Regions from separate parts of the Sus scrofa genome. Here regions 1 and 3 are each linked to region 2. A link is a contact called in public HiChIP or PLAC-seq and promoter capture Hi-C data. All regions are on one chromosome and are shown on one strand. The core of a region is the stretch at or near the end of the contact, and the rest is flanking DNA. Distances in the headings are between cores, read along the strand shown.

Region 1 (3,168 bases), core at 486-2,985, 87 kb after region 2:
CCAGTGAGAGTCTGGGGTTGGAGGGAGGCAGTGGTGTGTCCTAGGTAATAGGGTGGGTCCAGAGTCAGCCCTGGGCCAAGTCTGGATACCATCACTTTCTGGCCTTAGGCCTTAGAGACCAGTTCTCTCTTGGCCATGGTTTCCATTTCTATGAGATGGAGTTTATAAATGTACAGATATCTCGTGGTAGTGTGAGAGTTAGATGATTTTAAAAACCTGCCACATGGTGCAGGTGGGGAGGTTGATGCACAGGCGCCCTAATTCCTAATCTTAATTTGACCAGGGCTGGGAAGATAGAACCTGAGGCTCCACACTGCCTTCCCCAAGGTGTGTGGAGACCAGACAGTTCTGGACAGAAGGAAACAAGGCAGCAGCATTGGGACTCCAAGAACTCAGGAGGGGGATCTGTCTGTACAGACTCAGACCTTTCCAGTCCCTCTACCATCCCTAGGTATAAACTGGCTCCTTGGTTCAGTGACTAAAACGTCATGCTGTAAGTAGCTCCTGACTCTCTCCCACCGTCAACTGGGAGGAAGCAGGAAATACAGCAGTTGGCCTCAGGGTGAAGTCCTTGAGGCCAGCTCTGGGGGCTGTAGCCCTGCAGTCCTAGAGTGGGCCCCACCCCAGGTCAGCCAGGCTGGTTCAGCCTCTGCCCATGCCACTCTCGGCTTGAGGCTAAGGATACCGTCCAACTCTAGGCGGCACTGAGCGGGATGGTGTAGACGTGGCGTTCGCCCCAGATTCCACTGCCAGGTGTGCACCACCGCCCTGAACAAACTCTGCGGGCAGAGACGGTGGAGGAGGGGTGAAAGCCCAGACACTGAGGCCTTTCATCCGGGACAGGCTGGCCCGCAGCCGCCTTCCTCCAAGTTGCCTCAATCCTCTTCTGGGTTCACCCAGCTCCGACCCACTTTGCTGAACGCCCGCTGAGTGCCAGGCTCTGTACTGGGCACTTTTGCATTATTTTCCTGAATTCTCCCAATATCCTGATGAGGCAAGTGTTATTAGTGGCACTTTACAGAGACGGATACTAAAGTCAGAGAGGTGAAGTAATTTGCCTTAAGTCACACAGCTACCAACGCCGGCCCGGCCAGGATCTGGAACGCCAGGCTCAAAGCCCCGCCCCTCGCCCCCCGCCCTCACTGTTTCCCGCTGGACTCTGCTCCCAACTCTGAAGCTGCCCGCGCCCACACACCCCCCCCGCCCCGAGCTCCAAGCTCTACGCGGGGCCCAGGAAAGTGGTGGCAGAGGGGCCCTCGGAGGCAGGAAGGCTGGCGAGGCTGGCTTCCCTCCGACCAGCGGAGTGACCTCGGTCAGCTGTCGCCTCCTCAGTTTTCCCAGTCCGCAAAATGGAGGGGAGGGGTCGCAGGGCCGTGAGCGCTCGAGTGCAAGGAGCCTTGGCCTGGGATTCTGGTGGTGGCTCCGAGAGGGGACAAACTAGGTGCCCTCCGGCCGGGAATGAATGAACCCAGGCCTCCCTAGCCAAGGCAGCAGGAACTGGGACCAGCAGAGGCGGGCCTGCCCTGGCGGGGCTCTACCCAGAACGCGGTCTCTCTCTCTCGCTCGCTCCCCGCGGACCACCCGGCCCCTCGCAAACGCGCCCGGGTCCCCCATTCCCTTCCCGAACCTGCTCGGCTCCACGCGCCCCGCACTGCCTCCAACAGCGCCGCCTCCGGCGCCCGGCTCAAGGGTCCCTTTAAGAGTCGAAGGCCCCGCCTGGCCCCGCCCCCTCCCCGCCCCCAGGAAACGTGTCTGTCGGGAGACTGCAGTACGGGGCGCCGCGAGGACCTACGGCAATGCCGCTTCCAGACGCCTGCGCGGCGCCTCCCGCAGAGGGCGGCCCTGAGCCGTGCCGGAGCGGTGGGCAGAGGCAAGGCGCAGCTGGGACTTAAGATCTAGTGCCCGAGCCGCGGAGGTCCGCTTCCTGGCCGAGGCCCCAGGCCTCCGCGCCAAACACCGGCGCTGGTCCCAGCCCCTGAGAGCAGGCGCTGCGCCCCCGGAGATGGGGCTCGTTGGGGGCGCCCGGCACCTGTCCCCGCGGTAGGAGCCACAGCCGAGGCTGGGGCCGAAGACTGCTGCTCCACGCTCGCCCGCAGGTTTTCCACCCTTTTTATATCTTACAAACCTTTTCTTCACAGTAAGCCTGGCATGAAATAAGACGGCTGCCTGGAGGAGAGGCAGTCGTTCTGGAAAGTTTAGTTTGAAAACCCGCCTAAGGGCTGGCGGCAGCTCTGAAACTAAAACAGGAATTACAGCGCCGATTGCGCTCAGCCTTCACGTAAACCATGCCCCTCCACACACACCGCCTTAGGGAATGGTGTGCACCCTGCCTATCCTGGTAGGTTCTAAAACAGTGTTCTGCTTGAAGGGAGGGCTACGGGATGCTGTGTATAGAGGCATGACATAACGGGGGATGAAACCCGAGCAAAAGAATGTGCGTCCTACAGCCTGAACAGGCGGCAGGGCACCTTGTGCACCAGCCTGGTCACAGGCTAAAAAACCCAAAAACAGCCTCTCCCGGGTGCTCCGACCAGAGTTGAGTAAGTCTTAAGCCACTGATTTCCAGTCACTATGAATTCCCAAATTTTCAGGAGGAGAATGAGGGAGAAAACTCCGAGATAAATAGTCTGTGTTTCCCTCTCAGCGTGCAGTGCTGGAAGGATGCTTTATTCCCCCTCTCATACACACACACACACGTCTGCACAGGACACTGGCATGGTTATGGCATTAAACCTTTAATTACATAAGCTGTTTTCAAAAATCATGTTCAAAGTGGAGATTTTCCAGAGTTGCTGGAGTTGGCAGGTGGCTACCACTGCTCCCTCACACCTTCACCAAATGCCCTCTGCCAGCTGAGGAAAAAACTCCTCCATGCCCCTTTGCCCTATACAGAGAGCGATGGCCCCAAGGATATGGCAGCATTGTGCTGAGGAGAGTGGCTAACTGGCAGGTTTCACCCAGAGATGAGACTTAAGGATCAACCCAAGCCCAAGAATTGGGTTCCCAAATGCCCACAGGTATTCAGCTCCTGGACCTTTGGGTCCGTGTGGGAGGGAGACCTCCAGCTGCCCAAGCCTCTCATTCACACTCAGGTTGGACAGGGAGGGCCTGAGGCCAGGCAGCGCCCATCTGCCTCCTTTCCCCAGGAGAGACCACTGGGCAGAGCTG
Region 2 (3,043 bases), core at 80-2,579:
GCCACAACAGTGACAGCACTGGATCCTTAACCACTAGGCCATCAGGGAACTCCCATAAACTGAGGGAAACTATAGATGAGAGAGGTCTAATTAGTAACCCGCCCAAAGTCACATAACTATTAAGCTAGACCAGACAGGACCATATTTACCCCTCTTGGCCAACACTCTGCTCTAATTACTATTTAAATATTTAAATGCCATTTGTTTACATTGTTACAGAATAAAACTTTTACTTTATAATTTGCACAGTTGACTTAGTGTCTTTCTGGCCGTCTCAACACGCAAGAACCACCCGTTTCTGAGGCTATGGGCGGGAACAATCTCAAGAGGGACGGGAAGCTCAAGGAAATATACCTATTCAGGGAACTTTAAAAACCGCTTTTGGAGAGCCCCGATCCCAGTAGCCAGCGTCACCTGCAGTTGCCATCTGTGTCCACGAAGGGGAAGCCGACTCTAGGCCGTTCCAGACGCGCCTCTCTTCCTCTTCATCGTCTCGCTGGTTAGCTTGGGATAAGAGCCCGCCTCCTGGCCCATAAGGCCCCGGGTCGGAAGTCTCACACTCTCTTCCTGTTTCCCATCATGGCGGTGAGTGTGGGATCCCCGGCTTTGCTTTCCTTCATCCGCCTCCATCCAGGGCCAGCGGAGCCTGTAAGGGTTATCTCGCCCGCGGCGCGAGGAGAGCGGATCCCGCAATGCTGGCCGTGCCGAAATTGGCGGACCCACGCGAGGCGAGGGCACGGAGCTGGATCCTGTCACTTTCCTCCCACCCTCCCAGGGGCGGGCTCGGGGCAGCCGCCAGAGGCCCAAAAGCACGGCCTGCGGGCTGCAGCGAGGGCCGGTGAAATGATCGGAGGGGCCTGGGACGCGGGGTCCGGACCTGTTGATGTTCCCGGGACCTTGAAACTTGTTTTTTGCTGGAGAGCCTTACCGGTTTCTCCCTTAGGGCGGACGCCAGGCTTCGGCCGCAGCTACTAGACAGCTTCCGAATCGGGTGCGGGACGCTGCACAGCCATGTGCTCGCTGCTTTCTCCCCCTCGTCGGTCGTGTAATGGGGGCGCCCTTCACCTTAGTTTGACCTTGGGGTGCATCCTTAGTGTAACTTTTACACCATACCTGTCCTGTTGCTTTCACCTGTTCCGTGCCCGGGGGAAGGAGAAACAAAACCCCAAGATGTCTTTCTCCAGTGCCTCCCAGACAAACGTAGTGTTAGTTCTTTAACTTCCAGGGCTTCCTTTGGGGTTTGGGATGCGCAGAAACAACGCTGTGTAACTATTGGGCTGCCAGCTGTGGCGGGTTCCGTGTGTTGACCGCGGCGCTTCCCTGTTGCAGCAGGATCAAGGTGAAAAAGAAAACCCCATGCGGGAACTTCGCATCCGCAAGCTCTGCCTCAACATCTGCGTTGGGGAGAGTGGAGACAGACTGACCCGGGCAGCCAAGGTGCTGGAGCAGCTCACAGGCCAGACTCCTGTGTTTCCAAAGGTGAGTAGTGGCGTCTGGGTATGTCCCGACGTTCCTTACTTAACCTGTTGTCCAGTCTGTTTTGTATTCATTTTGAAGGTGACAGTTGACATCTCTTAAGCGTTGCCTTCTTGAGTTTCCTAAGGAGTATCTTCTTTCACGATAGGGTGGGCTGAAATACAAAGTCTGATTAGCAGTTAGGGTTATGTAGGCTACGTTAAGAATAGGCTGTGTATTTAGATTAACCTGGTTCAAATCCTGGTTCCATGACTTGCTAGTCTGTGATTTACTTTCCTTATTTGTATACCAGGGATGATCATATTTCGTTATAAGGTTGTGGGAGATAGAATGGGTTATATGAAATGCCTGCTACATGCCAAGCACCATGTCGGCATTGTTATTGTTAGACATATATTTGGGTGAGTGTGTGTTTAGAATTTTGTTGCTTTAGGGTAAGGGAATGTAGCAAGTCTTTGAATTCACAGCCTACCTCTTGTTATCAACTGATCTTGTGCAAGTTAACCTCTCACAGCCTCCTGTAAAATGGGGTACAAGTACAGTAAAGTGTTACCGAATGTAAGCTATTCAGTGGCCTAGTCTGATGGTGAACTTGCCTTTCTTGAGACTTTGACATTATGACTTTAACATTTTAATTGCTGAAGTGTGTCTGTGACTTGGAAGTTGGAAGATCTGTTTTCTGTGTTATAAATGAATGATGAACAGATATAGGTGACACTGGTAAGAATACCACGGCTATAGAGTGGGTGGATACCTGATGTCCCTCTGAAGTTGTGGAGGTGGTGTTTTGGGGAAGGGGGGAGTTCAGTGAGAGTGTGCCAAGAGCTGACTCCTTGTTACCCCATCTGCAGCTAGATACACCGTCAGATCCTTTGGCATCAGGAGAAATGAAAAGATTGCCGTCCACTGCACAGTCCGTGGGGCCAAGGCAGAAGAAATACTTGAGAAAGGTCTAAAGGTGAGGCTGACCCCTCATGGGGTAATAGTAGTAAGGAGCGCCAGTAACATACTGACAGTGGCGATAGTTACTGTTTTCAGATCTTTTGAACTTCTAATGGGTCATTCCTTCCCTAGGAAAGTTAGTGAAGTTATGTGGAATCCATAGTAGAGTGTGACTTGGAGTGGGGGAAAAATCTGATTTCGTTCCTGTCCAAATTACATTGGATTGTGTTTCTGGGGTCCTGAGTGTTGCAGGCTAGCGAGTGGTGGAGGGGTGTGAGTTGACAGGGAATGATTGCTCTGTTTTTCTCCACAGGTGCGAGAGTACGAGTTAAGAAAAAATAACTTCTCGGATACTGGAAACTTTGGTTTTGGGATCCAAGAACACATCGATCTGGGGATCAAATATGACCCAAGCATTGGTATCTACGGCCTGGACTTCTACGTGGTATGAATACTTGTTTCCACTCCTGGTCTGTGAGAGTGGGATCTGCTTCTCTTTATTTCATCTGTGCTCTCTCGATATTCACACGTTGCACTGGGGCTTTGAGTGTTGTCTGTCTTCTCTCTGCTGGGAAGATAGGCCTCGGTGGTGACAGGTGTGGGGTTATTAGCACCGACTGAACGA
Region 3 (2,872 bases), core at 207-2,706, 67 kb after region 2:
AAGACTTATGAATGGGTCACAGCCAGCTGTTTCAAAAAACTGCTCGGGGAGTTCCCGTCATGGCTCAGTGGTTAACGGATCCCACTAGGAACCATGAGGTTGCAGGTTTGATCCTCTGGCATAGGCTGGCAGCTACAGCTCCGATTGGACCCCCTAGCCTGGGAACCTCCATATGCTTCGGGTACGGCCCTAAAAAGGCAAAAAGACAAAAAACAAAAAACTGCTCTGAAATATCACATAGGGAGGGGACTTAAAATTCATCTAGTCCAATTATTTTATTTACAGGGAGTAAACTCAGTTTACTCTCAGGGAAGCTAAATCACTTGCCCAAGGCCTCACAGCTAGTAAGTGGAAGCGCCTGAATTTGAATCAAGATGTATCATAATTACTGACTTCTTACCATGTGTCAGCTAATGTGCTGAATTCTTTTTTTAAAAAATTATTTATTTATTTATTTTTTGCCATTTATTGGGCTGCTCTCACAATATACGGAGTTCCCAGGCTAGGGGTCCAATCGGAGCTGTAGCCACCGGACTATGCCAGAGCCATAGCAACGCGGGATCCAAGCTGCGACTGCAACCTACACCACAGCTCAGGGCAATGCCGCATCGTTAACCCACTGAGCAAGGCCAGGGATCGAACCCACAACCTCATGGTTCTTGGTCGGATTCGTTAACCATTGTGCCACGACGGGAACTCCTAATTTTTGTCTTTTTAGGGCTGCACCTGCAGTATGTGGAAGTTCCCAGGCTAGGGGTTGAATCCCACTTGCAGCTCTCAGTCTAGGCCACAGCCACAGCAACGCCAGATCCAAGGCGCGTCTGCGACCTACACCACAGATCACAACACCGGATCCTTAACCCACTGAGCGAGGCCAGGGATCTAACCGAAGTCCTCACGGATACTAGTGCGGTTCATTACCGCCGAGCCATGACGGGGGCTCCCTATTGTGCTGAATTCTTGAAGTGCATTATTTCATTTAATACTCATTGCGATCCTATGAAAAAGATATTACCAGCCCCACTTTACAGAGGAGGACGAAGTCTCAGGGGAACATGAGTTACTGGGGCGTCACACAGTCAGTAACAGACCCAGGACTTGCCTCCAGATTCGGCTGTCCTTAAAGCCCTTGGTGTCGACCGCTAAGCCCACTGTGAAGATAGTGGCTATGACAGTGGGTTTGTGAGCTCTAAGGCCTAAGCGCGCACAAGTGAGGCCGTGATAATGTGCTCCCTGCTCCTCAGGGCCTTATCACTGCGCCACCAGCTCCCCCAAAAACGGTGGTGGTAAACAAAGAGGGAACAGACTTTAGTCTAAAGGGGAGGGGGATTCGAAACCCAGCCCCAACATTTTCTCGGAACACCATTTAATCTCTCTGCCCTTTAGTTTCCACATCTGGCAAAAAACCTGGGAAGGCAACAACATCCGTCTCCAAGGCTGAAAGAGTCAACATTAATCAGCTCCCTGGCTCCTGAAACCGCTGGGTCAAAAGTAACCCCCTCCGAGCCCCGCCCTGTGCTCCTCAAGCGCATGCGTCGCACAGGGGCGCCTTTTACGACGCGGCGGCCGCTGCGCGCTTGGCGGCCGGAGCGAAACGAGCGAAGCGCGGGTGGCCGCTGCGGCAGGGCCGAAGGGACGCGCGGGCGGCGGCGGCGTCGCCATGTCGCACGGCCACAGCCACGGCGGGAGCGGCTGCCGCTGTGCCGCCGAACGGGAGGAGCCACCCGAGCAGCGCGGCCTGGCCTACGGCCTGTACCTGCGCATCGACCTGGAGCGGCTGCAGTGCCTCAACGAGAGCCGTGAAGGCAGCGGTCGCGGCGTCTTCAAGCCCTGGGAGGAGCGGACCGACCGCTCCAAGGTGGGCCTTCCCGAGCCTGGGCGGGCGGGCGAGGCGGGGACCCGAGCGGGGCCTCAGGCCGCCCGTCTGCTGTCAACCTTGTTCCTAAAGTTAAAAATAACCACAGCCCGATTGGCAAGCGCTTTCCCATGCCCGTCTCCTGCCAGCCCTTTGAGAGGCGACAGAGGCGAGTCTCCCCATTTTGCAGGTTAAGGGAACTGAGGCCCAGAGACAGAAAGGGGCACTTTGCTTTACACATCCAACATTCAGTCCAGGGCTTCGGGAGGTCGTGGGGGAGGATGGCCATCAGGGCGTCTTCCTTACCGCTTGACCACTAGTCCAGTTGCAGCCTGATCACTTATCACCAGATGAAGACCAAAGACCGGCCTGGGGAGATAAAGCGCGATATCTATCTCGAGCGTTCACCATTGCGGGGTCACAGAGCCATTCGAAAGCTGTGGATCGTAGATCTTTGCAGACAATTGCAGGGGGCTGATCGGCCCTGAATGTTAATAAGTGCTGGATAATCGAGGGAGGTTGACTATTTGCATTGCACTTCAGCTGTAAAACAGGGTGGAACATGTCTAAAATTGTAGGCTCTCAGCAAATATTTGTTGCTTTCTCCTACCCCCTCCCCATTCCCTCCAGTTTGTTGAAAGTGATGCAGATGAAGAGCTTCTGTTTAATATTCCGTAAGTATCTCCTTGGTGTTTGCCTCAGGCTGAATAGGCTATACTCAGGATTCATTCATTGGTGGTGTCAGGAGCACACATCTGTTTCTAGAAATGGGGTAAATTACCGTGGTGGGTGTGAGGAGAAAAGCATCATTGCTTTCTTGGTGCAGACTGAGAAAAGATGTTCTTAAACGATAACTGAGAAGTCAAGGTAAATTTCTTAGAACCACAGAATGCCAGAGGCAGGTGGGATCTTAGAAATTATCTAGTACAAGTCTGACACAAGCATGAACTGAAGGCCAGAAAGGGGAAGGGTCTTGCACAGGATCACACAGCTCAGCAGAGATTCCAACCCAGGTTG

Evidence for each region. Promoter capture Hi-C pulls out the DNA fragments that hold promoters and counts their contacts. HiChIP or PLAC-seq counts read pairs in DNA pulled down with a chosen protein or histone mark.
Region 1: a promoter capture Hi-C map of liver shows a contact between it and region 2, with 4 times the contacts expected there. The contact joins the promoter of GALE here to the promoter of RPL11 in region 2. A contact is called at or near these places in 3 of 5 promoter capture datasets (fetal liver and liver), 2 of 47 Hi-C or Micro-C datasets (liver and skeletal muscle) and 2 of 2 datasets of contacts at active chromatin or transcription factors (alveolar macrophages and skeletal muscle).
Region 3: a contact with region 2 is called in an H3K27ac HiChIP or PLAC-seq map of alveolar macrophages. The contact joins the promoter of PITHD1 here to the promoter of RPL11 in region 2. A contact is called at or near these places in 3 of 5 promoter capture datasets (fetal liver and liver), 2 of 47 Hi-C or Micro-C datasets (liver and skeletal muscle) and 2 of 2 datasets of contacts at active chromatin or transcription factors (alveolar macrophages and skeletal muscle).

The regions. Positions count from the first base shown.
Region 1 is chr6:81,608,800-81,611,967 of Sscrofa11.1, forward strand. It overlaps GALE (UDP-glucose 4-epimerase), which reads right to left and starts at 1,736. Exons shown (of 11, transcript XM_003356202.4): 1 at 1,628-1,736; 2 at 1-40. HMGCL (hydroxymethylglutaryl-CoA lyase, mitochondrial) reads right to left here. Exons shown (of 9, transcript XM_005656051.3): 9 at 2,717-3,168.
Region 2 is chr6:81,522,181-81,525,223 of Sscrofa11.1, forward strand. RPL11 (ribosomal protein L11) reads left to right here and starts at 1,330. Exons shown (of 6, transcript NM_001001638.1): 1 at 1,330-1,471; 2 at 1,474-1,479; 3 at 2,328-2,434; 4 at 2,732-2,863. The coding sequence starts at 1,330.
Region 3 is chr6:81,589,412-81,592,283 of Sscrofa11.1, forward strand. It overlaps PITHD1 (PITH domain-containing protein 1), which reads left to right and starts at 1,457. Exons shown (of 6, transcript XM_003356196.3): 1 at 1,457-1,858; 2 at 2,486-2,529. The coding sequence starts at 1,661.